Regions from separate parts of the Mus musculus genome. Here all the other regions are linked to region 6. Evidence: chromatin contacts called from public ChIA-PET, Hi-C, HiChIP or PLAC-seq and promoter capture Hi-C data. All regions are on one chromosome and are shown on one strand. The core of a region is the stretch at or near the end of the contact, and the rest is flanking DNA. Distances in the headings are between cores, read along the strand shown. Region 1 holds the start of Sfxn1 (sideroflexin 1). Region 2 holds the start of Nsd1 (nuclear receptor-binding SET-domain protein 1). Region 3 holds the start of Ddx41 (DEAD box helicase 41). Region 4 holds the start of Fam193b (family with sequence similarity 193, member B). Region 5 holds the start of Rab24 (RAB24, member RAS oncogene family). Region 6 holds the start of Higd2a (HIG1 domain family, member 2A). Region 7 holds the start of Rgs14 (regulator of G-protein signaling 14).

The links. Promoter capture Hi-C pulls out the DNA fragments that hold promoters and counts their contacts. Hi-C and Micro-C count contacts between places; a contact is called where the count stands out from the background. ChIA-PET counts read pairs in DNA pulled down with a chosen protein or histone mark. HiChIP or PLAC-seq counts read pairs in DNA pulled down with a chosen protein or histone mark.
Region 1: an RNA polymerase II ChIA-PET map of memory CD8 T cells shows a contact between it and region 6, with 12 read pairs. The contact joins the promoter of Sfxn1 here to the promoter of Higd2a in region 6. A contact is called at or near these places in 4 of 39 promoter capture datasets (the C10 cell line, the HPC-7 cell line, liver and 1 more) and 7 of 115 datasets of contacts at active chromatin or transcription factors (the 230-238 cell line, forebrain, large pre-B cells and 3 more).
Region 2: a contact with region 6 is called in an H3K4me3 HiChIP or PLAC-seq map of embryonic stem cells, with 9 read pairs. The contact joins the promoter of Nsd1 here to the promoter of Higd2a in region 6. A contact is called at or near these places in 3 of 39 promoter capture datasets (hippocampal neurons, neural stem cells and pre-B cells) and 4 of 115 datasets of contacts at active chromatin or transcription factors (bone marrow-derived macrophages, embryonic stem cells, epiblast stem cells and 1 more).
Region 3: a Hi-C map of CD4 T cells shows a contact between it and region 6, with 5 times the contacts expected there. The contact joins the promoter of Ddx41 here to the promoter of Higd2a in region 6. A contact is called at or near these places in 2 of 484 Hi-C or Micro-C datasets (B cells and CD4 T cells) and 1 of 115 datasets of contacts at active chromatin or transcription factors (astrocytes).
Region 4: a promoter capture Hi-C map of pre-B cells shows a contact between it and region 6, with 5 times the contacts expected there. The contact joins the promoter of Fam193b here to the promoter of Higd2a in region 6. A contact is called at or near these places in 4 of 39 promoter capture datasets (the C10 cell line, liver, neutrophils and 1 more), 2 of 115 datasets of contacts at active chromatin or transcription factors (astrocytes and bone marrow-derived macrophages) and 1 of 9 other capture datasets (liver).
Region 5: a contact with region 6 is called in an RNA polymerase II ChIA-PET map of memory CD8 T cells, with 25 read pairs. The contact joins the promoter of Rab24 here to the promoter of Higd2a in region 6. A contact is called at or near these places in 7 of 39 promoter capture datasets (the 3T3-L1 cell line, cranial neural crest, erythroid cells and 4 more) and 2 of 115 datasets of contacts at active chromatin or transcription factors (astrocytes and memory CD8 T cells).
Region 7: a contact with region 6 is called in an H3K27ac HiChIP or PLAC-seq map of double positive thymocytes, with 5 read pairs. The contact joins the promoter of Rgs14 here to the promoter of Higd2a in region 6. A contact is called at or near these places in 1 of 39 promoter capture datasets (the C10 cell line) and 3 of 115 datasets of contacts at active chromatin or transcription factors (double positive thymocytes, memory CD8 T cells and pancreatic cancer cells).

The regions. Positions count from the first base shown.
Region 1 is chr13:54,070,234-54,073,537 of GRCm38.p6, forward strand. It overlaps Sfxn1 (sideroflexin 1), which reads left to right and starts at 1,612. Exons shown (of 11, transcript NM_027324.5): 1 at 1,612-1,699.
Region 2 is chr13:55,208,525-55,211,981 of GRCm38.p6, forward strand. Nsd1 (nuclear receptor-binding SET-domain protein 1) reads left to right here and starts at 1,258. Exons shown (of 23, transcript NM_008739.3): 1 at 1,258-1,351.
Region 3 is chr13:55,534,643-55,538,291 of GRCm38.p6, forward strand. It overlaps Ddx41 (DEAD box helicase 41), which reads right to left and starts at 2,016. Exons shown (of 17, transcript NM_134059.2): 1 at 1,839-2,016; 2 at 1,654-1,764; 3 at 1,244-1,403; 4 at 1,088-1,162; 5 at 917-977; 6 at 647-783. The coding sequence starts at 1,865. It overlaps Gm46416 (a long non-coding RNA gene), which reads left to right and starts at 1,353. Exons shown (of 5, transcript XR_003950651.1): 1 at 1,353-1,450; 2 at 1,558-2,245.
Region 4 is chr13:55,569,318-55,572,786 of GRCm38.p6, forward strand. Fam193b (family with sequence similarity 193, member B) reads right to left here and starts at 1,803. Exons shown (of 11, transcript NM_145382.4): 1 at 388-1,803. Gm31364 (a long non-coding RNA gene) reads left to right here and starts at 1,779. Exons shown (of 2, transcript XR_873486.2): 1 at 1,779-2,108.
Region 5 is chr13:55,319,889-55,323,354 of GRCm38.p6, forward strand. It overlaps Rab24 (RAB24, member RAS oncogene family), which reads right to left and starts at 2,092. Exons shown (of 8, transcript NM_009000.3): 1 at 1,650-2,092; 2 at 1,502-1,570; 3 at 1,214-1,292; 4 at 1,039-1,106; 5 at 857-956; 6 at 615-665; 7 at 424-486; 8 at 1-326. The coding sequence starts at 1,766. The coding sequence ends at 262. Prelid1 (PRELI domain containing 1) reads left to right here and starts at 2,167. Exons shown (of 5, transcript NM_025596.5): 1 at 2,167-2,393; 2 at 2,965-3,190. The coding sequence starts at 2,302.
Region 6 is chr13:54,588,684-54,592,106 of GRCm38.p6, forward strand. It overlaps Higd2a (HIG1 domain family, member 2A), which reads left to right and starts at 1,548. Exons shown (of 2, transcript NM_025933.3): 1 at 1,548-1,736; 2 at 2,041-2,464. The coding sequence starts at 1,583. The coding sequence ends at 2,207. Nop16 (NOP16 nucleolar protein) reads right to left here and starts at 1,391. Exons shown (of 5, transcript NM_178605.4): 1 at 1,178-1,391; 2 at 980-1,088. The coding sequence starts at 1,284.
Region 7 is chr13:55,368,178-55,371,588 of GRCm38.p6, forward strand. It overlaps Rgs14 (regulator of G-protein signaling 14), which reads left to right and starts at 1,555. Exons shown (of 15, transcript NM_016758.3): 1 at 1,555-1,759. The coding sequence starts at 1,715.

The sequences.
Region 1 (3,304 bases), core at 362-2,861, 520 kb before region 6:
TATTCAGGAGCCACAGGTATGGTGGGGAGGTTGGGCAGTAAAAGAATTCACGCAAGACAGTACTAGGTATAAAGGGACATGTTTAACGAGCACGGTGCAATGGGACAAAGCAGTAACAGACAAACTATCTTCTTGGCTTAGACCAGTTTTTAATGTGGGGACTGTCTTGGTTTCTTTTTCTGTTGCTGTGATAAAACATCCCAACAAAAGCCACCCAAGGGAAGGAGGAGTTTATCTTAGGTCACAGTTGGAAAGCACAGTCCATCACCCAGTGGAAGTCAAGGCAGCTGGAGCTTGAAGCAGTGGATCAGAAGGCTCCAAGGCAACAGCTCTTTTAGACCTATGGGTATTTAATTTGATCAGTGTGGCCTTGGTCACATCATCCACACTCAGAAGGAGCACTGCTTTTCTTTACAATGTTAGTAGGGCCTTCTGGGCCAGTCTCCCACAGTAGAAGCCCCTAAAGGTAGAAGCCTGATCCCCACTCCCACCCCCCATGTTCCCCTCTGGTGACCTTTTTTTTCAGCCTGTCCTGGATGTCTGATTGGCTGGATGGAGCTCCTCATTGATTCTGGTACAAACACATCCTTTCTTTTTTACCATTCTTCTGTGTTTGTAACTGTAGGACAATCTACTCCTTCAAAGTGTTTTAGCTGTTTTGGGCTCTTTGTTTTCTCATATACGTTTTACAGTCACCTTATTGGGATACAGACAGACACACTCAATGGGCGCGCGTGTGTGTGAGCGCACACACACAGAATCCAAATTCAGTTCGGAATCTCATTGCTTGTAGAGGTTATTTGGGGTAGAATTTCTGTCTTTAAAAAAAGGGGGAGGGGATTTATCTACCTGTGCAGAGAATGCAATTCGTTATTTGTTGTATTGTGCTGGCCTTCAGAATGCGTCCGAGATTCTATGCTTCTCTCCTCATCGTCCAACCTGGTCTAACCAGGTCCAACCTGACTAAGCTCATGACCTCTGGTCTGCACCTCCCCTATGGTCCCATCTCTGTCCAGCAGCCAGTGACTCTTTTGAAGGTGGCACTTGTATTGTCTAGTTTTTCTTAGAGGGCTGGCTGTGCCAAGCTCCCCCATTTTAAGAAGCATTAGGGGCTGGCGAGATGGCTCAGTGGTTAAGAGCGCCGACTGCTCTTTCGAAGGTCCCGAGTTCAAATCCCAGCAACCACATGGTGGCTCACAACCATCTGTAACGAAATCTGATGCCTTCTTCTGGAGTATCTGAGGACAGCTACAGTGTACTTACATATAGTAAATAAATAAATCTTTAAAAAAAAAAAAAAAAAAAAATACCTAATAAAAAATGGAAAAAAAAAAAAAAAAAAAAAAAGAAGCATTAGCCCAAATGAATGGAGGAACAATGATGATGGGTGGTCTTCTAAAAAAAACCAAATTGAAAAACAGTGGCATTGACCCGGGCTGCGGCTAAGATGAACTTAGGAGTTCTCAGTGTGGCCAGAAGCAGAAGCGCGGGCACATGGGGCGTGCGCAGACTGCGGAGCTCAGCAGCCAAAGCCATGAATGACACCGAGGCAGAGGCAGGAACCTCTGGGCGGGGCCGCGCGTCGTGAGCGCGCGTCGTGGCCGCGCTCCTGGGGGCGGCGCGCGGGGCCGCGGCGCTTCCGGCAGCTGGAGGCGGCGCCGAACGGGACCGAGCGGCGCGGGTGGCGGCCGGGTAGGCGGTGAGTGGCGGGGGGCTGCGGAGCGCGCGCGGGGAGCCGGAGGCGCGCGGGATGGCGCAATCTCGGGGGCTGCAGGGGACCCAGTAGGGTCCACTGTGCGCGCTGGGGTATGCCTGAGGCGGGTTACGTACGCCCGGGACCTCGTGAGTCCGCAGCTCTAGACTGGGGCTAGGGAGGCCTCAGCGTGGAACTGATCTTGTGGAACAGATGTGAAAGGGGAGCATCACGCACCGTGCCACGCGTCCCTAGCCACCGCGTGACGAAACATGCTGGGTGCAGGCGGCCAAGATGGCTGCCAGGGGACTGTCTCCACGAGGATGGGCGCGCGCAATTGCCAGGTGACCAGGTGGCTCTTAGTAGCTGGGACCCGGAGGTCCGCGTGGAGATCACTTGGTGGCCGACCTCCAGCTCTTAATCTCTTCAAGGGACCGAAGTGTCCCAGGTAGAACCGTGGGACCCTCACCCTCAGCTCCCACATCGTGTTCCTGCTGATCATCTCAGGTTCAACCGCCTCCAGAATGACAATGACCACACTAAGGTCTGTGCCTCCGGAGTTAGATCTCTGACTTTTGTATTCATCCAATGCTGCCAAATCCATAATCCAGATTTGAAAACTGAGGCATTAAAACTTGAATAACTTGCCTAAAGTGTCACAGCTGGCCAGGGAGAAGAGCCAGGCAATCCGAGTATATATATTGTTTCCACTTTGTCCCTCAGTGACGATGTGACGATTGAGAGACCTCGTGGAAAAGCGTAGTTCTGCTGGATTTCAGAATTTGGGCCTTTACCCGGGACTCTCCCTTTATAGTTTTCTCACACTCCTGATCCCTCATCTGCTGCACCTACTTTGGGTGCCTCTAGTCAGCAGCTCTCAACTGTGGTTGCATATCAGAAGTTTACATGACGATTCATAACAGTAGCAAAATTATGTTTATGGAATGGCAACGAAATAATTTCATAGTTGGAGGAATCACTAAACCATGTATTAAAGGCTACAGCATTAGGAAGGTTGAAAACCACTGCCTAGATTTTTCTCTCCGTCCTTGTTCCAGGCAGAGGCAGGAGTAGAGAGGCGAGCACTGAGGTAAAGAAGAGGACTTTGTGGGTCTTAGAATGCTGGACTCAGGCTTGCTGTGTGAAGGAGAGCTGTTTAGAGGACAAATGGAAGTTCAGCAGGAAGTCCCAGAACCTCAGGCCACCCCTCCCCACCCCCCACCCCACCCCCCTCCCAGGACTGAGGTTGTCACATTCACAGCAATAACAGTGTTTGGGAAGAGTTTGTTAATTCCCACCCAGCTCTGATAAGGAATTGCTCCATCTGTGTACTCAAGGGTGCAGCCAAAGGTCTGCAAAATGGAGAGAGTTGTGCTTAGTTTTCTGTAAAAGTTTGGTGAAACTATCCCGGGGTGTGCAGCAAAAGCTGGCTGAGAGGAAGCATCCCCTTTCCCCTCCTAACTTCTGCCAAGAAAGCTGTGAAGACAGCCAGGCCAAAAGGACTCATAAAGCAGTGGGGCCACTTTCTCTTTTATCTAAACTGTGTGTGTGTGTGTGTGTGTGTGTGTGTGTGTGTGTGTGTGTGTGTAGGAGGAGGAGGAGTAGTAGTAG
Region 2 (3,457 bases), core at 8-2,507, 620 kb after region 6:
GAATATAGAAGCTCAGCTCCATAAGCACTCTGGTTGTGTCACTGTGGTAGACAGTTTTATAGTAGGAGGAAGGGAGGACCCCCAGGGGTTACCTAGGGAAGTCTGATATTTCCCTGGGGTCTCAGTCTTGTTTCTGTCAGTAACTAGGTCATCCTGAATGGGGGTGAGGGGGAGGTAGGAGGTTAAGGAGAGGGTCCTGCAGAGCAGTAATGTGCTTACATCAGCTAGTCTCTCTCGGTACCCTTTTTTCCCTGAGGCCACAGGTTGCCTGGCACACTAGCTCCCATTTTGCTTCCCCAGAGCCTGGTGCATTGCCTAGACTGCAGGAAACGGTTGCTGAAGGAAGCAATGAGTTACATTTCAGTATTTGTCAAATATGTCTGTAATTGTTAAGGACAGAGTGTTAGCCTGTTTCAGGATCCTCCCAGATGCCTGTGTCTTGGAGGCCACAGATGAGGAAACAGAGGTTTGGGACTGAAAGATAACTTCTTCAAGGCCCTCCAGTGGCAGTTCCAAGTACCTCAAAATGGCTAGGCACTGGGAAGGGCTGTGGAGTGATTAGCATTGGGGTAACTGCCAGTTAGAAATGACAGGCTCAAATGATTACTTGTGAAAAAGGATCCAGTGAGAGCTTTCCTATTGAATTGCCCGAAGGTGTTAGCAGGAGTTATTCCTTCGTAGAACAAAAGACCGGGTCTCCATGGGAGAGGGCCCCAGTTTTTTTCCGGCTAGTTTTAGCGCAGGGAAAGATGCCAGTCAACTTTGCATCTGGAAACTCCTTTAAACTAACCCGAGGGACCTGAGGTCACAGTAGCCTCTTCACTCTTGCTTCCGCCGGGCACCTTCTCTCAGGAAACCCACTTGCCCTCTTGGCAGGGCCAGGGCTCCAGCATTACTGATGGTATGCTGAAGGCTTAGCTCTGAGCCTCCTTTAATGGACTGTGGGTCTTGGACAGCAAGCAGCTGGAAGCATCCTAAGCCGCTGCTTGCTGGACACAGTCACGAGGTGAAGGGCAGGGAAGGATGGAGTTTGGCCCAACCATTGCAGATCCCCAACCGGTACAGATACTTGGCAGGGGAACGCCAAAAGTGCCTGTTCTCCCAGGTGGGGGTCTAGTTACCAGAGGGCCCTCGGTAAACACTCTACTGGGGCAATAACTATGCACATTTACTAAGCCTCTGGAGGAATGGTGGTCACGTGGCCATCGAGGGCGGCGCCCTCGGCTTTAAAATGAACTCCAAATCACCGAAGGCTTTCTGGAAGAGGCGGGAATTCTCGGGGCCGTCCAATATGGCTTTCTCTCAACAACAAGGATGCGCTTAACGCTCTAGGGACCAAGTCATGCCTGAGGTGAGCTTCTTGCGGTGAAGCAAACCCAGGAAGCAGCAGGGTCCGGGAAGGGAGAAGTGCCTCAGGGGACTGGAGTGGCTGGACCAGGCCTGGTCCAGTCCCTGACCTTCCACTGTCTTTGAGGAATGGACGCGCTACAGCCCTACGAGGTCAGGGCGGCGGGGTCCTGGTGCTAAGTGCGCGCCAGCAGGACCCCGTCCTCCTAACGCAGAGCCTTCCTAGGCCGGGGGTTTGCGCCTTTCATGCTTGGCCAGCCCGTCCAGCCTGTCGGCCGTCCCTGTGCAGTCGCGCAGGGGTCCCGATGCCTGGGCCTCAGGGGCGAAGCGCGCTCGAGAGGGCCATCTGCCTGGGTGTGGAGAACTGCAGCGTCCGCGGTGCGAGGCGCTGCCCCTCCCGGCCCCCGGCCCCGCGCGCCCGCACCTCTCCAAGGCCGCCAGCGCCCGCAGCCCCGGGGCCGCCGTGCCAGGCCCAGACCCAGACCCACACTAGGCGCTGGAGGCGGTGCAGGGATTAGTGGACCCCTCCCCCCGAGCTCCCCTCGCCCCGCCCGGGGCAGCGAAGACCCCTGGGCCCGAGGGTGACCGAGGAGCTTCGTCCCCGCGGGGTCTGGACCGGGGGCTCGGCCTCGCTGGGCGGGGGCTGCACGGCGACAGGCCGAGGTGCGGGCGCGCCGTTAGGCTGTGTCCCAGAGGCCGGGGTGTGGGGCGTGGGCTCAGGGCTGCGGGGTCTCTCGGCCTCAGGCCCGGGTTGAGGCCACGGTCCTGCGGCCAGTACCCCGGGGCGGGTCACCCGACCCTGCTCCCCGGAGCCGCTCACCCCGCACGGCCCGGCCTGGGGAGGGAGAGGGAAGGGAAGGGGTGGTGGGTGAGGGGCCGTGGGGACCGCAGGGCCGAGTCCCCGGCCCGCCCGCACGCGCTGCTCCAGGGCGGCTGCCCCAGGCTCCCGGGAGGAGCCAATCCCCTGCCTCGCGGGCGTCGAGCCTGCGGCCGAAAGGGAGTCCCAGGGCTGTAGAGGCTTGGCTCGGGGAGGCAGACCCGAGCTGCTGCTGCCTCCATTTTGTTTCCTGTTCAGCTTGGTCTGTAGTGGTGGTGGTGGTGTGGGTTTGGGGTGCGGCTGGGCAAGGGGGTTCCCCTGCGGCCACGTCTGCTCGGGGCCTGGGGCCTCGAAGACCCCCATGCCAAACCCCCCAGGTGAGCCCTACAGCGAGACGGGGGTAGCCTCGGCCTCGGGTCGAAACCAGCGGGGCTGAGGGCAGGTGCCCAGTGGATGGGGAGCCCGGGCTGGAACCTAAGATGGAGGCCGGGGCTGACGCGGGCCTGAGAGCAAGGCCGGCGGGCCAGGCCTCAGCCAGGCACCATGGTGGCTCCGGGGTTGGGGTTCAGGATGACTGGGGTGCAGTTAGCCGTGTGCAACCAGGGGCTGGCGCGGCGCCCCGAGGTAGGTGAAAGGATCGTCATGCCACCCACGACGCCCGCAGGCCCCGACACTCTGGGGAGGCGCGCGAGGCCCCCCAGGGGAGTCCGCCTCAGGCCCCGCCCGGGCAGCTGGGCCGACCCGTAGGCCCGGGGCCCTGAGCTAGCGCCCAGGGGGAAGGGAGGGGAGGGGGCGGCAGCAGCAGCTCCGCTGATTGGGCCGCCCGACCCGGCCGCTCGCTCGCCCGACTTCACCCGCACTGAACCCCGAAGAGTGAGGCAGGCGTGGGAGCGCGCGCAGGGTGTGTGTGTGCTGCGGGGGTGTGTGCGGGGGGGGGGGGGGAACGGGGACGGGATGGGTGCGCGCGCAGGAAGGGGTGCGCGCGCAGGGAGGAGGGCGGGTGCGCGCGCACCCGGGGGCCTCGGTCGCTCGCACGCGGGCCGGTGCGCGAGGCGCTCTCCTCAGCACGCGCCGCCGCCGCGGGGGCGCGCGCGGTGGGGGTGTGAGGAGGAGGAGGCGGTGTTGGCGGCGGAGGAGGAATAGGCCGGGGCGCAGGTCGCGTTCGCTGCCTTCTCGCCCGGGGAGAGAGACGAGGGGGGGGAGGGGGGGAGGCGAGCGGCTCCTCTCTCGGTGTCCTCCGCTCCGCTCGCGCCCCGGTGTAATGAGGGTCACCCCCTCCCCCCAGCTGGCCCG
Region 3 (3,649 bases), core at 766-3,265, 950 kb after region 6:
TGTTGAAGCAGAAGATAGCCGAGGCATCTGAAAATAAGTCCAAAGAAACCCTTCCTCGCCGGGCGGTGGTGGCGCACGCCTTTAATCCCAGCACTTGGGAGGCAGAGTCAGGCAGATTTCTGAGTTCGAGGTCAGCCTGGTCTACAGAGTGAGTACTAGGACAGCCAGGGCTACACAGAGAAACACTGTCTCAAACAAAACAAAACAAAACAAAAAACCCTTCCTCTAGTGAGGAGTGGTGGGACATGCCTATAAGCCCTGAACCTAGGAGGCACAGATAACTGGATCTTTGAGTGTGAGGAAAGCCTGGACATATTATGTTCGGGGACAATTGGGCCTCCAAAACGACACGTGGTTTCACAACTGCCCACAGGGTGTGGTGGTTATGCCTCCAGTGCTAGCTAGCACAAGCGTTCAGTAGGGATGCTGCAGGAGGACTGTTTTGGATTTGAGGTCAGTCTGGGCTGCCGAAAGAGATCCTGTCTCAAAAGAGCTCCTCCCCCCAAAACCAAGTACCACCAACAACCACAGAGAGACTTCCTATCTCCAACTCTCCATTCCCACGGCTGAGCGCAGTGGGTGCTGGGATACACAACCTCACAGGGGCAAGATGATAAAGCACGGTGTCTCCCTTCTCCTCGGGTACCTGCAGGAAACTTCATCTCCTTGAAGCTCTTGATGGGTGGCGGGATACCATCGCCCTCCACCAGGATGTGATACTTCTTCCGAACTCGCTCATGCCGCTCCTCAGACATGCTCAGGACATAACGCGGGGGTGTCCAACTATGGGTAGGTGGTGGGCAGGAGAGGGCAACACGGTAGAGTATGGTGGGGCAGCTCCCTCCCCAGTCCGCACAGCAGGGCGTCAGGGTACCACTGCCAGTCCCAACCTCATATACTTACTGGAAAGGCATACCTAGTTTTGATTGGATCGTCATAGGTGATGCCTTTGGCCATTTCCTTCACTGACATCAAGGCTGAGGAGACAGACATGGCTCAATGAGCAAGACCACCCAAGAGGTCTCGCCTTTGAAATCGGGAGGAGGTGGCTCAGTCCACCTCTGCTCTGAACCAACTATAATGGTACCTCGGCCTTCAGCCACACTCTCCAGAATCTTTTCTTCTTCCTTCAGTTGCTTTTCCTTGGCGGACTCCTTGCGTGCTGAGAAAAGAAGCCGAAGAGGTCAGAGAAGCAGGAGCACTGCGGCCTAGGCCCGTCCTCTCTCCTTCCTGCTAGGCCCACCTTCAGCCTTCTCTTTGAGGTGCTGGTGCTGATCCAGGAGGCTGACATTGGACTGAGGGCCCAGCGGGATGTCGTCCTCATCTCCTCGGGGCTCACTGCCACTGTCCTGCTGCTCTTCCTCCGTAGCGCCCTTGCGTCTTCGCTGCAGCAGCTTCTGGAGCTGAGGTCCCAGCAGTGTCCCTCAGAGCCAAGCCCAGGACCCAGCAGGTGAGGGGGCACAGCACCCGGGAGGGCTTTTTCCGGGAAGGGGATCGTGTGCACTGAGGCGCACGTCTGTCCGGAACTCAGGTTCACTAGTCCCTGGTCTTCCTCAGAACCACGACCCAAGGTAGGACTACAGCTCCCCAGATCCCCCCTCCCGCTGACGGCCGGGGACATGTCGCCGTTGCACCAGGGATGCGGCCCCTCACCAGTAGCTGCCGGCGCTGCCGCAACGGCACATAGGGTACGTAGTCCTCGTCGTCCTCATCCTCGTCCTCGGAGCGGCTCCCACCCGCGGTCGCCTCGTCCGCGCGTGCCCGCTGCGGAGACCCGAGTCAGCCGCGGCCCCTCCCCCTGCCCGCACCCCCTCGCGTGGACCAAACCTCAGTCCCACCTTCCGCTCCGGTTCCGAATCCTCCATCTTAGGCTGCACACATGCGCAATGCCAGGGCATCTGAGCTCCAATCAGATAGGAAAAACTGCTGTGGTCGCCTAGCAACGGCGTGAGCGCCGGATCGCGAACCGGGACAATCTTCTTCCAGCGCGTTTACGGACGCGCAGCGGAGCCAATTGGGTCTGGCGAAGCCTTGTGGGTAGCGGGAGGATTTGAAGCATGCGCAGAAGATCCAAGTCGTGGGTTAAAGGATGAATCTGTTGAACACGCCCTACCCTCCGCACGCTGTCCTTTCCCGCACGCTCCCGGGGAGCGTTGTGCCCTCTGGCGGCCAGGAGTTTCAGCCCTGCAAGCGGTGCTCGCAAAATATTATTCATTAACGTGAGATAACACCGCTGTTCCGACGGGTCAGAAGTAAAATAATGGTCAAGGTCTTTTTTAACCTTGTATGTTATGTGTGTAAATGATATACATCTCAGAGTGACCACCTGGGAAGCTAGAGATAGCACAGAAGAGATGCTGGATCTGGGTTTTCGAGTTAGTGGAGGGAGGAGTCACCATCAAGAGAGCAGGAAAGGGGCTGAGAGTGTAGAGCAAATAACCAGATTCCTTGGGGCATCTGCAGAGATCTCAGGGGCTGGTGTGAGGTAAGGAGACGGGCCCAGGTTGTTAGGAGTCCTACTTTAAGGAGGAAAGACAGAGCTAGTGCTGGCTGCTCCTTCCCAAGTCTTTATCTGTAATAGGTGCATCGATCACCATGGAGTGCCAAAGTGTTCTGAGATTGGGAGAAATAAAATGATTTTTTTTTAACCTAAGAGAGGGTCTTGCCATGTAGCCAAGGTTGGCTTCAAACTTGTGGTGATCCTCCTGCTTCAACCTCATGAGTGCTGGGATTGTGTATAATCACAATACCTAGCATGAAATCACAAAGGAAGTGCAAATCAATTTTCGTGATATTCATAGCAAGTAGCCTCTCTTGAAGAATAATTAAAATCCAAAAGCCAGGTGGTTGCATGCACCTTTAATCCCAGCACTCAGCAGGCAGATCTGAGTTTGAAGCCAGCTGGGGCTACACAGTAAGAACTCATGGTAAAGAAACAAACACCCGGAATTCATAATGGAAGAGTAATTGTGGAGGGGTGGGGAATGTGAAAGAAAGTCAGGAGTCACCTAGCTGGTGACCGTGTGCTGAAGGCCAAAGCTAGACTTTGTAGGTACTTGACCAGACTTTAACTCTTGCCACAACTGGAATTTTAAAGAGCAGTTTTAAGTGTGAAAAACAAAGCTAACCAATACAGAGAAAAGGCTACAACTGTTTTCCCTTTCCTAAAAATGAAACAGGCTGAGAAGCAGGAGCTGTGAGCCTGTGGTCTGGCTCCTGCTCCCTTGGGGGAGGAGAAGAGTATGGGTTAACTGCAGAGCCTAGCAGACGCTTGCTAAGAATGGCATTTAGCAGGGCTGGAGGGTGGCTCAGGCCAAGAGCATTGGTTCTTGCAGAGGACCCAGATTGGATTCTCAGCACCTATATGGTGCCTCACATTTCTAACTCCATTTCTGTGGAATCCAATGCTCTCTTCTGACCTTCAACACCAGGCTTACAGTGTGAGCAAAACACTCACACATAAAACAGATCTTTAAAAAGACTTAAGCCTGGACACGGCACATGTGAGACATTTTTAGTAAATCTACCACATTAAAATAGGATTTGGGAAGGTGAAGTGGATTCCTTGACTTTATAGATGTTTAGTATGTGTTTTGTTTTAAGGTTTACGAGTGTATACATAGCCCATTCCCACTGGACACGCAGATCT
Region 4 (3,469 bases), core at 553-3,052, 980 kb after region 6:
TTCTGACATCCAAGAAGTTGAGATACTTTCATTAATTAAAAATCCTCTCACCGTGATACGAGACACAAAGGAGACCAGCATCAAAAGTAGGTTACAATAAGTGCAGGTTCTAGCCTGATTCAACCTTCCCCTCCTTCACCTAGTTACTTCTCCATAAAGGCAAAGCCTGGGACAGGCGTGGAGGAGCCCACGAAGGGCATCCTCCCAGCCCGTGGTGTTCACTGTTCAGTGCTTGGGACAGACACATCAACAAGTTTCATCACAGAAGGAGTGGTGCCATTGAAGGGAAGCAAAGAGGGTGGTGGGCACAGAGGGGGCACTTGGTTTAACTGGGGAGGTCAGGGAAAGCGTTCCAGGAATGGTACCCCAAATGGCATCCCCACTCACATGCACAATTCCAGAGATTCTACTAGAAGGCTGTCAAGAGCCATGCCTTCAGGCTGCACCAGCCTCCCAGAGTCCCCTGCTGCCCGATGCAGTGTCTGCAGAGCCAAACGCATCTTCCGCCACGCCTCGTCCTCATCCGGGCGCTGCATCCGACCCTCCAAGACTCCTGCAGGGGCCTGCCTTCCTTGGCAGGCTCAGCCAAAAAACCAACTCAAAACTCTTTTGTCAGAGCAAGCTTAGGGTGAGCCACCCAGCCCCGGGTGCCACAACCCTCCCTGAGCAACTGTGGCCCACGCCACCCCCGCCTCTCCTGTTTGCTCCTTTTTGCTCAAAAGAAAGTGACCTTCCAGGTGGCAAGCTGGAAGCTTCCGAGAATCCTCCCAAATACTCTTAGTCTCGCAGGATTCACCAAACTAGTGGACTGGCGGGGGTTGGAGGTGGGAGTGGGGGCTCCTTATGGGACAGGAGATAGGAGGAGAACAAGGGTTTCCTCTTTAGTGGAGTTATTCTAACAGTCTTTGGGGCCGCCAACTGTTCTGCTGGGTAGGGAAAGGAGAGAGGTCCCGGAAGGCAGATGCAGAGAGGTACAGCTGTTGAGGGTAGCGGCTGCAGACCGTGCAGGGGAAGGGATGAAGCTGCTGGGGGCGGGGGTGGAGGGGCGCACAGAGGCTGCAGCCTTGCAGGTTCCAGCGCCCTGAGATGATGGTCTTTTAGGGGCTAGGGGATAGGGGGGAATCAGGTGGCTCCAAAGGGAAGTGGAGGGCAGAGAACTAAGCGGTGGTCTCGGGACCTGAGCGAGTCCCAGAGAGCATAAATGGTCAGAAGATTTAGCTCCGGAGCAGGGCCTGAACGGGTAGCTTTACAAGGGTCGCAAGAGGGTTGGCTGAGCTTTGGCTTTGGAGAGGGGTCCAGCTTCCACTCCCGGCAAGCGGGTTGAAAGCATCTGCCCCGGACTTGGGATTTGGTCCCAGACCCACAGTATGGTCCATGCCCACTCCCGCCCCACTCCCGCTCCCGCTCTGGGGAGGTGTAAGCAGCCCGGCAGTCGGAGTCGTTTTGCTCGATCCTACCTGAGGGCCTGGAGCCAGCTTGGGCTCTTCTTCCTCTCGGGGACCGTCGCAATCCAGCTCGGCGGGCACCTCCGGGGGCCCTGCACCGGCTCCCGCTTCCAGGCTCGGCGGCGGCGGCTGCGGCTCGGGCGCCTGGGGCTTCTGCAGCCCCGCGGCCCGCGCCCGCTCCCGCCGGCCCGCGCCGCCGCTTGGCCTGCTCCGCCTCCGAGTCATGCTGCCTCTTGCGCCGCTCCCCCGCTCGCTGGCTCCTCTCGCGCCTCCGCCGCCGCCGCCGCCGCCGCCGCCGCCGCCGCCGCCGCCGCTCCCCTCACAGGACAACAGCCAATATGGCGGCGCCCGGCGCCCCTCCCCGCCTGCTGCCAACAGGTCAGAGGGCACACTCAGTCCGCGCCGCCGCAGTCGCCACGGAAGCCGCCAGCGCCATTTTTAATAAGGCCACCTCGCTGGGCTTCGCAGGAGACCAGCCCCGGGCGAGATCCTGTCCTAAGCACTAGTCCGAAAGGCTGCGATCGGCTGGAGAAACACATTGGGCTCTGTAATAGCGGGCCTAGGAGCTTAATTATCCATTAAATAATGAGTGAGTTACTAATCTTTTTGCTGCGAACTTTTCACGCTCATCTCTTGGCTCCTCCCTAAATCACTTGGAAACAGGTACGAATTATTCCCATTTTGCAATGGACAAGCACTGGCTGCAAAATGCCTACCATAGATTCCTAGATATCATCCCACCACACCTGTGGTCAGCCTGAGGCGAAAGAATAGGCAGGTCTTTACTTGTCGTTTACTGGGAGCCCCACGTTCTGTGCTCAGAACTGCAGGACCCAGACTCAGGTCGTTCTTGAGGCTGATGGGGAAGGGGGTCACTTAAATAGATAATAGGATCGGCGTGACAAGGATGAAATGATTAAAGCACATACTCTGGCAATGTTTTTTTTTTTTTTTAAGTGGTATGTGCGAGAGAGGTCTTTAACCCACAAAGCAAAATTAGAAATGTTTTAATAGCTCAGCATTTTAGTTGTTAATATGTCATCTCCACCCATTTTCTTCCCACAGGGGGAGAAAAATTCAGGCACATGGAACAAAAAAATATATGTATTTTTTTTTTAAGTTTCCAATGCTGTCTTATGCCTTGTCGAGTGAAACTGGAACTTTTTAGTAGTTACACGTGGAATTTATATTGATAACATCAATCAGAACAAAATCTGAAACTTTGACTACCAAGAAGTAAATCAATTTTTAAAAATTGCTCTATTTATCTTATTGTTTTAATAGGTATGTGTGTGTATGTGTGTGTGTCGGTGGGACTGGGTTAAACTTCTTTGGCCTAACTTGCTCCATCTTGAAGTCTGTCCTCCGTTTTGCATGGCCCCAATTCCAAGAAAAACCACAAATGTTCTAGAGTCTACCACTCAGGGAAGGGGAGGAACATCTGGCCTTTTCTCCAAGATCCTGAAACAGTTGCCACCCTTCTTTCCCTGGAATACCTAGGGGCCACCACAGACCAATCAGGAACCAGGACCTCTGGAAAGCCCCCTAACCACAACCAACCATGGTAAAGGTTGCCTAGACCCTCACCCTAATCTTCCACTTCATACCTGGTTGTGGTTTTCTGCTTTAAAAGGCCTGTGAGCCCACTTCTTGGGCTCATTGCTTCAGCTCCCGAGCCTAACTGCATCTCTAGTCCAGCTAGATCTCTTGGTGAGAGTTTCCCTTGGTGAATAAAAGCTGCTTTTGTTTGACTTTGGATTGTGGCGGCCTGTGCCTCATTATTTGTGTGACCTCAGGCCCAACATTTCTGTGTGTGTGTGTGTGTGTGTGTGTGTGTGTGTGTGTGTGTGTACGCGCGCGCGCGCATACGTGTACTTGTGTGTCAACTTGACACAAGCTGGAGTTATCACAGAGAAAGGAGCTTCAGGTGAGGAAATGCCTCCATGAGATCCAGCTGTAAGACATTTTCTCAATTAGTGATCTAGGGTGAAAGGGCCCACTGTGGGTGGTGCCATGCCAGGCCT
Region 5 (3,466 bases), core at 842-3,341, 730 kb after region 6:
TGCATCAATTTTATTTACAGTTCAGAAGCTACTTAAATAGTCTGGACAGAAGCCTGGGATTCAAGTCAGCCCTTACTCCTCCTCATGCCCACAGTCAGCCCAATACTTCCTCCGTTCCATGGGCCAGCACAGGCAGGTGCCACCTCTGCTGTGAGAGGCACCTGGAATAGCTCAGACGCTTGACCATTCCAGCCCAGACAAGAGTCAGGTCCAGCCCCTCTGGGAATTCATCTAATTCCACTGGGCCAGATGAGTGGTGACTCAGTGATGACAACAGCTGTAGAAGTAAGGGTTTGCCTTCTGGCTCAAATCCACACCTTTGTCCTCTGTCAAAGAGAGGAGAGGTGACTGCTCAGCACTACTATTATGTCGGGGCATCAAGTAGGTCACCAAGAAGGCTGGGGACCATGAGGAAGTACACACCTGTCATCACCTGGAAAGCAGCCACACTGACGTAATCCTCAGCCACTTTCTGGAAGAGTTCATCTGGCAAGCAAAGAATCAGTGAGGGCCTGAGACCAGCAGCCCTGGGTATCCCAGTGGCCCAGCCCTCTGAACCTTTCTGCTCTACTGTCCTGCCTGTTCCTGCTGACAGGACCCAAGACAACACTCACCCACACTTTGGCCTGTCTTGCTGGATGTTTCAAAGAGTTGGGCTTTGATATCTGCAAAGAGAAGTGACTGTCTTCACACTTGGGGAGCACACCTAAATGTAGCTAACAGTTCAGTCTCCTGAACCACACAGGTTCAAGAAGGCCAGAAAGCAACCAAGACTGTCATTCCCATCTTTGAAATACACTCAGGCAGATAGTACCCGCCCCCAAGCCCCCATCCTCAGAGACTTAAAAACAGCTACTATCGGCATAGTCCTGAACATCATGGAAGTCTACACGACGGCGCCGCCTGTCTTCCTCCAGCAGGTCACTCTTAGTGCCACACAGGTAGATTTGACAGCCCTGTAGCAGAAGACAAGGCTGAGATTATCTCCACAGACCAATACAGTCTCTGTCCCTACTCTTGTGATATCTGGCCACCTACCTCTTCTAAACTGCGCAGCTCCTTAACCCAGAACTTGGCTCTCTCAAAGCTGCTGCTGTCAGTGAGGTCTTGGTAAGGGTAAGGCAAGAGACACATAAAGATCAGCGGCTTCCCTCTGATGCTGGCCTGTAACCTAACCCTTACTACTTGAACACGCCAGAATTCAACCCCTTACCATAACAGACAATTGCAGCTTTAGCACCCCGGTAATAGATTCTGCTCATGGCTTCGTAGCGCTCGGAACCTGCTGTGTCCTGAGGGGTGAAAGGAGTTAATAAGCTCCTTCACAAGACTACAAAATAGGCCCCATCTTCCAGACAACCCCCCCTCCTTTTTTTAGACGAGTAAATGGGTGTGAGGAAGGAAAAACGACCTCTATGAGGCTCCAGTTGGCTGGTTTAAGAGGCAAGACATTAAATTCGGGAGACAGGTTTGCACAAGACTCTGTTCTCAAGGGACTTACCCAAATGCCCAGAGTCACCGTCCGGTCTCCAACGCACATCACCTTGGCCACGAAAGCAGCCCCGATGGTCTACAACCAGGGAAGAGATAAGTGTGGAATACTGGCCGGACCCCTTCCTCCCATGCCTGCTCCGCAGGGGTGCACTCACGTTCTGATAGGGCCCCACCAAGAAGCGGTCGTGCACGTATCGTTCCACCAGGCTCGTCTTGCCCACGTATTCCTTGCCCAGCATAACCACCTTAACGTCCACGCGCTGCCCGCTCATGCTCCCTGGGCCGCCTCACCCACTTCAGGGTCCGCGCGGCCCAGGCAGAGCCCAAGCCTCAGACCCCAACCCCAAGGGCCTCGCACCTCGCAGGCCCCTGGCGCCTCGGCCCGGGGCGCTCCGTCCTTTGCAGAGCCGCGGCGCGGGGACGCGGACAGCGCCCTCCACCGCGCCGCAGAGCCCTGCGGTGCTCACCCGCGCGACCGCCGCTGCGCCCGAAGCTCCGCTGCGCCGGGGTTACCGACTGAATCTGGGGTCCTCGTAGCTAACTCCAAACAGCACCTCTGGGACTGGAAGCCAAGAGGCGGGACGCCCGGTCACGTGACGCGGGCGCCGGAAGTGGCCGATCCTATGCATCCGGCGCCGGAAGCGTCGTGCAGTCCTATAACCCCTGATGGCGGCGGTAGGGACCTGGGCGCGGTCCTGCGGAGATTGAGCTGCGAGCCTGGCGGGCGTGCGCCTAGCCACGTCCCCCCCACCCCCGGGCTCTTCACCCTGATGCTGCACGGGTGCTGAGCCCGTCCGGGTCGGGACGATGGTGAAGTATTTCCTGGGCCAGAGCGTGCTCCGAAGTTCCTGGGACCAAGTGTTCGCCGCCTTCTGGCAACGGTACCCGAATCCCTATAGGTACGTGGCGTTGGGTAGAGCGAGTCGCCTTCCTCTCTTCTTCTGGAGATCGCACCGTAGGCTGTCCTTCAATAGTGGAGTTTGAAAGACTGGACAGAGTCCGATGTGGGCTATCTGCGGAACTGTGGCCACAGTTATAGCACAAAATCCTTATAGGATTAGAATCAGTCCAAGCCTCCAAAGTCCTCGAAGAAGATTGTCTAGTTTGTGATTTATATTGGGCTCTAGATTTCTATTTTGCAGTCCAAAGGTGGTTGGACAGGAAGAGGCGGCAGCACGGGAGTTGAGCGGTATTTCGGGGCCAGAAATCCTGAGGATGGTTTGCTTACCTGCTGCTGGCGCTCTCTAGTGGTATAATTCTTGAGATTTTGCTCGCTTTGGAGAGCCACAGAATCCATGTCGGGTGGAGGAGGGAGTTGGAATTTGCCCGGGGATAGGTTCAGTGTACTCTAATTCTGAACCCGGGCACAGATCACAGATTGCAGGCAGCCATGACCTGGAGGCGCTAAATAGGAACCAGTAGACATGCTGTCAAGAGCAGGCTCCTGAGAATCATCTTTAACTCTTGCAGCAAACATGTCTTAACCGAAGACATAGTGCACCGGGAGGTGACCCCCGACCAGAAGCTACTGTCCCGGAGACTCCTGACCAAGACCAACAGGATGCCACGTTGGGCAGAGCGACTGTTTCCTGCCAACGTTGCTCACTCCGTGTACATCCTGGAGGACTCTATTGTGGACCCCCAGAATCAGACCATGACCACCTTCACCTGGAACATCAACCATGCCCGGCTGATGGTGAGACTTCCTTTGCTCCCTCAAAATAGTTGCCCTTCAGATTTCAGGCAAGAGAGTTGTGGGAACTTCTGTGGCCAGAGGCAGGCCTAAAATACCAATGAGCTGCATCTCTAGAGTTCTGCCCTTAGATTGGTCTACCCTTTCGATTGGTCAGATTCTCTGGGACTGTCCCTTGGCTCTCAGATGGTGGGGAAAGACACCCCTGTTCTTTTTTTCTTTTTTTTTTTCCCCGAGACAGGGTTTCTCTGTGAAACTCTGGCTCTCCTGGAACTCATT
Region 6 (3,423 bases), core at 298-2,797:
TGAGACCAACAGACAAGCACCTTTGGTCAGAGTTTGACCAACGTTAGGGAAGGACATTCCCTATGGAAACACAACTATGTCTTGTATCAGAAAATCCTTGCCCAAAGTCACTAGAACCAGATCACACCACACACGGTATGTTCATGCTCACACTCACATGTCATACCACACACAGTATGCTCATGCTCACACTCACATGTCACACCACACATGGTATGTTAATGCTCACACTCACATGTCACACCACACATGATATGTTCATACAGTTGCATATGACACCCACAGTAATATTTTTAACAAGCAATTCATCTTTCTGCCTATATCTATGCTTTCCTTACTCTGCTGTGTAGTAGCACCACAAAAACCATGTGCATGAAGAGCGCTTTATAAGTTACAGGGAGCCATGTCCGATAGCTTCTTCATGGGGAGGACTTACCTGCCAGTGCTTAGTTATAATTTTACTAAAAAAAAAAAAAAAAAAAAAAAAACTCTTGGGGTAAGCCGGGGGGTGTTGGTGCACGCCTTTAATCCCAGCACTTGGGAGGCAGAGGCAGGCAGATTTCTGAGTTCGAGGCCAGCCTGGTCTACAAAGTAAGTTCCAGCACAGCCAGGGCTATACAGAAAAACCCTGTCTCGAAAAACGAAAAAACAACAAAACAAAAAAAACCCCTCAAGCTCTGGGGGACAGAAAAAGATACATTCTAGAAAATTCCACTGACCTGAGAAGAAATGGTAAGCAGAGGAGGGGGCGTGAATAAAGGAGGTCGTTAAAGGTCTTTGACCAGAATTAGTGCAAGCAAAATGACTTTATCACAAATATGGGAAGTAAGTGTGTGTGTGTGTGTGTGAGAGAGAGAGAGAGAGAGAGAGAGAGAGAGAACAAATTCTGAAACTCTGCTCAGTGAAGGAACGTCAGGTGGGAAGGAAAATAGGAAGCGGCTAGTGTGGAGATGGGGAAAGTGCTTTGCGTTATCAGTACCTTCTTCTTACGGAGGGGAACCGCCTTGTTGGGGTCCATGGCCAACCCCATCTCCGCCAGGTTCTGCCGCACGGATTTGGTGTGGTCCCAGGCATGTCGTATGTGGGAACTAACATCAAAGAGAGAGAGAGAAATCGAGATTCTGTCACCTCACCTTAGATCCCAGCCCAGGCCCCCGCCTCCAAACTGGCCCCTCACCACTCAATCCGTGGCGCTGCCTTCCGACGAGCATTCCGGTTCAGACGCTTTCGGTTGACGTTGTAACCGAACTTCTGCCTCCGAGTCTTTCCCTTAGCCTTGGGCATCTCGCTAACTGCCCCAACAGCAGCTCAAACCCTTGAAACAGCAGCTCAAACTCAAGAACCACGCTCTCAGAGCCGCGTGTTAATAGTCTCCGTCCACCCGTGCGCGCAAGGATTCTTGGGAAATGTAGTTTTAGTAGTTAGTGCCTCCACATTCACTTACTACAACTCCCAGAAAGCAACGGGCAATGGCGCCTGCGTGCTACACTCAGCAAGCTATTTCCCCGCCCCGTAGTGACCTCATCAGAAGGCGGGGTCCGGTGTCCGGATTTGTGTCCTACCTATTTCTGTGCTGGTGGGTATGGCGGCTCCCGGTCCTGTGAGTCCAGAGGCGCCTTTTGATCCGTCCAAGCCCCCAGTTATCGAGGGCTTCAGCCCCACGGTCTACTCCAACCCAGAGGGCTTTAAGGAAAAGTTTATTCGCAAGACCCGTGAGAACCCAATGGTGCCTATAGGTAAGTGTGTGCTGTAGGAACGGAAGACCGAGAGGACAGCGGTTTCGTAGGGAAAGGAAATAGGGGTGGATCAAGTAAGCCTGGGGTTTGGGAAGGGGAGCGGACCAGAGGTGTGACGAAATGACGGTGCGGGGTGGGGGGTGACTGAAACGAATCGGAATGCATTGCGGGGCTTGGGACTAGATGAAGCAGACTGTAGAACTGCCCTCCTGTTGTGGCTCTGGGAAAGCTGGGACGGGCTACATCCTTAAGGGACCTGCAGGACCCGACCTGTTGCCTCCCGCGTGTGTTGTCCTCTCCCCAGGCTGTCTGGGGACGGCGGCTGCCCTCACCTATGGCCTTTACTGCTTCCACCGCGGCCAGAGCCACCGATCCCAACTCATGATGCGCACCCGGATCGCTGCACAGGGTTTCACGGTCGTAGCCATCTTGTTGGGGTTAGCGGCATCTGCTATGAAGTCTCAAGCCTGAGTATAGCCGGGTCTTAAAGCGCCATGGAAACCATTACAAAACCCAGGAACAACAGACATCCCTGTCAGACTTGCTCCCTCCGTTTCAGACCGGACCTTATTGTCATTTGGGTGAGGAAGTGGCCGATTTTGTAACTGATTTGCGCTTCCACCGCTGCCCCCTCCCGCTCCCAAAATCCCAGGTTCATTTCAGTTGGGTTGCATGCTTCTATTTGTGATGCGTCCCCTTAATTACTTAATAAAAGCTTATTACACTTGTATGTGATGAACTATTTCTTAATCTCATTCCTACGATCAAAACCATGATTTTTCCTTTAAATTTTTAAGAGGGAACAGGCTGTCAGTAGGACTGGCCTTTAAAAATCAGCTAGGTCTGACAGTGCATGCCTATTGCCTTAACTGTTCTGAAGGTTGAGGGAGAAGAAAGAATCTTGCCTGACTGCACATGACTTCAAGAGTTCAAGATCACCGGGCAGTGGTGGCACATGCCTTTAATCCCAGCGCTTGGGAGGCAGAGGCAGGTGGGTTTCTGAGTTTGAGGCCAGCCTAGTCTACAGAGTGAGTTCCAGGACAGCCAGGGCTATACAGAGCCTGTCTCGAAACCCTGTCTCGGAAAAAAAAAAAAATGCAAGATCACTCAGTAGAGTAACTTAGACTCTGTATCATTTAAAATGGCCTGAGGGTACAGCTCAGCAGTACAGTACATAGTGATTGTGAGGCCGGAGGTTTATTCTCCAGTTGTGAAAGAGGAACATAGAGCCTAGTGCTATCCAAACTTTCCTCGGCACTGTCAAGTTACTTGGGGCACTGGTTAAAAGTAGAGATTCCCAAATGTTCATTCTTGGGATTCTAATTCAGTGAGCTGTTTGATGTAATACGGGAAAGTTTGCCAGCAATTTCCAAGTTTCTGTAGCCTGTAGATGAGGCCTGTCGTGGTCCTGTTGTGAGTCAGGATGTTCAAACACACACCACCACCATTCTTTGACTACTTCTCTTACTCCGGTGCAGCCTCCTCTGCGACCCTCCACTCTGCTGATCTCTTTACCACTCCAGCTTTTGACACAGGCGTCTCAAAGGCATTTGTGATCTGTAGTCACTGTGTTGCTTTGAGGAACCGAATCCTCCCATGGGTCACCCTGCCTCTCTGAATACCTCCTGAAGGGGAAAGGGAAGAAAGTGAAGATACATTTCTTGGGCCCTGACATGTTTTCAATCTC
Region 7 (3,411 bases), core at 305-2,804, 780 kb after region 6:
TACACATATTGAAAGGCTAACCACTCATTTTATTAATATTCAGAAATGTTGGAGGTGGAGCCTTTGGTCGGAAAGTATATCACGCAGGAGAGGGACCGGATATGATGAGACAAGTGTCCTTTATAAAACAGGACAGGAGACAGTATGCTCCCTATCTCTCTGCTTTCTGACACGTGGGCACAGCAAAAAGATGGCCGTCTGCAAGCCATGACTCGTCAGAGCACAAGTGTGTCAGGGCTTGAGCCTGGACGTGCCACCTCCGGAATGGTGAGAACTGAGCGTCTGTTGTCCCGGCCACCCAGCACATGGCATTTTTTTTTCTTAATAATTTAAAAACTATTTTTATGTGTATGACCGTTTTGCCTGCCTGGGTGTCTGTATACCATCTGCATACCTGGTACCCTCAGAGGCCAGAAGAGGGCATCTGGTCCTCTGGAACTGAAGTCAGGAGCAGTTGTGAACTACCATGTGGTGACCAGGAATGGAACTCTGGAAGAGTAGCCAGTGCTCTTAACCACTGAGCCATCTCTACAGCCCGGTTTGTTTTCCTTTGTTTGTTTGTTTGTTGACCAGGTATCGTTATGTAGTCCTGGCTGATATGTAAATGAGGCTGGCCTTGCACTCAAAGAGCTCCACCTGCTTTTTGGAGTCTGAGCTAAGACAGTTCTGCACAGAGGTGGGCTTTCTACTGAGTATGGCTTACTTTACCTCTTTGGTATGGATATACCCAATCCATTCTCCTACCCTTCAGTGCATGTGTGCATACCCAGCCCCTGGGGTGTCTGACTATACATAGGCATGCCTATCATATGCACCCATCCAAGGCACTATACACTATCTATCTTATTTTGTTTACATTTAGATATAGATACAGACATAGTATAGATCCAGATTGAGTTTCCTGTAACTAAGTCTGACCTCAAACTGTTATTCCTGCCTCTGCCTCACAAGGGCTGGCATTACATACATGTGCTACCCTGCCCAGATTCGAGTGTGTATGCCTGAAGATTCAGGTGCCCTCGTGACACAGCATGCCCACATGCATGGTCACACAGGTGATGTGATTACCTCTTTGCTCACCTGGCTATCAGATGACAGCCTAGGGGCAGCAGTCTCCGCATGCAAACTGCCTGAGCTAGGGTTGCTAAGCATGCATAAGCCTGGGACATAGAAGGTAAATGAGTAGTGAACAATGCACTTTTGTGGATGCCTAGGACTCGGAACACATGCCCCATGTCCATGGAACCCCCCCCCAGACTGTCTGCTCCACAAGTGTCTAGTTGTATGAGCATGCACTTCAGCATGCTGACACATCCTTGGAGCCTTCAGATTGAACACTCCAGGTACCTCGCTGGGCAAAAGGAGGCTCCTGCTGGCTGTTGGTGCTTGCATGGTGTGCAACCGAGGGTGCGTTGGCGGCATGTGTGTGTGCATGAACGTGTGTGTGTGTGTGTGTGTGTGTGTGTGTGTGTGTGTGTATGAGAGTAGGAAGAGACATTCGCTCTCTTAGACCTTGCTTCTTTCTGTGGTTTGGTTTCTATAGAGACACTTCCTGTGGCAGAGAAAAGAGGTAGTGAGCTGGTGTTTCAGGATGTAAGGGCCCGGAGGAGCAGAGCTCTCTCTCTCCACTGCCTGCTTGCCACCCCAAGAGAGTGCTTCCGCGATCCTTGTGGTGGGTGGCCCCCCGTGGAGGGGACCTGTGATCAACGGCGGTATGCCAGGGAAGCCCAAGCACTTGGGTGTCCCCAACGGGCGCATGGTGAGTGTGGGCTCTGAGCCAGAGCCACAGGGAGGGGGGTGGGCACACCCAGGGTGGAGTCCAGGAGGCACACCCAGCAGGGTTGCAGAGGAGCAGGCTGGAGAAGTTGGGTACAGACAGCTGCTGGCATTGGGACCTGGTGCTGTCACCCTAGGACCCTTCCAGATGCCCTGCTAGGAGTCTGGTGCAACCCCAGGGATTAGTCCAGAACACAGCAGACTTAGGTCTCTGGTTCCACATGCAGGTTGGACTCGCTGCTCCCTCATCCGCTACTGGGATTACTGAAGTTGATTACAGAGTAGCCTGGAGATCCAGTGGTCACTTCTAAAACTTCTCAAGCCCTATGTCTCAGGCCCTCAGCCCTCCTCTCTTCATCTCACGCTCTAAGTGCCCAAGATAAGGTTTTAAGAGCAGCCCTTGCTGGATCACTGCATCAACCTGCTCCAGAGGCAGCCTGCCAGAACTAGTGTTCTTTGGGCAGCCCAGGACGGGTCAGTAAGGGCAGGACAGGAAGATCAGCTCTGTCTGGTCTATTCCTAGCTTCCAGGAAGGGTGTGTGTGTGTGTATGTGTGTGTGTGTGTGTGTGTGTGTGTGTGCGTGCAACTTAGTATAGGATGCCCTGGTTGCAGCCCTAACCCATTAGACCTTCTCCAGGCTGTTTAACTCCTGACTAGAGTTGTCTCCAAGTTTCTGGCTCTTCTTTCATTCACCAAATAGGACAGGCTGTGTTGAGCCTCCCTTTTCTCCTTAGGGACCTGGCTCACCTAGCAGGATCACTCCAGGGGGACCAAACAGTGTCCTGGTAACCTCTATCTTAAGGCCCCAGCCTAGAACCATGGGATAAAGCCAGTGGGTCCAGAATAACCTGGGATCCAGAGAGAGAGACCTGGGATCCAGTTCTAGCTCTGCTGTCTTTTCCCAAGAAAGATCCTGTCCTGTTTCGTCATCAGTAAAATGAAATAGAAACTGATCAATGTCCTGTTTGCTGAGTGCCATAATGAATATGAGACACTTGAGCATTGTAAAGGCTACGGAAGGGTTATCCTGATAACCCCTGTACTTTCATCCCCTCTTTAAGAATCTTCTATCTCATTAAACAGTTCCCACCTCTGCCTTCCAGTTCCCAAGGTTAGTTCTCATGTTTTGTCGGGAAGCCCTTTGCTGACGCCCCATGCTGTTTGGGTGGAAGGGAGACCAATTCCAAAAGTTGGCTCAGCCCCCACCCTACTTCCTCTACCACCAACCCAACTTAGAAAGTCTGTGGAGAGCCCATCCCCCTGCACCCACGCTGGGTGGGCATGGCACTTGGCTTGCTCCTCTCTAGGTGACTTGGCCACAGGGCCAAGGAGAAATAGCCCAGGCCCTCCCCGCAAAGAATAGCTGGATTGATGCTTCTGGGACAGAACCCAGAACCACACACCAGCTGAGAGGGCTGGAGATAGACCCAGCTTGTCCTTCCTGTGTCAGCTGGTGGCTTCTCTATCCAAGTCATTCAGAATAAAGAGGACAGTACAAGCTGAGTCCTGCCAAGCCCACAGCTGCCCTAGATCCTCTCGGCAATTGTCCCATATGTTTATTTCTGTCCTGTTTGGATCCGTTTTGAATCCTCTGTATGACCCCTGAAACCTCATGGTTCACAGATGTCCACTTG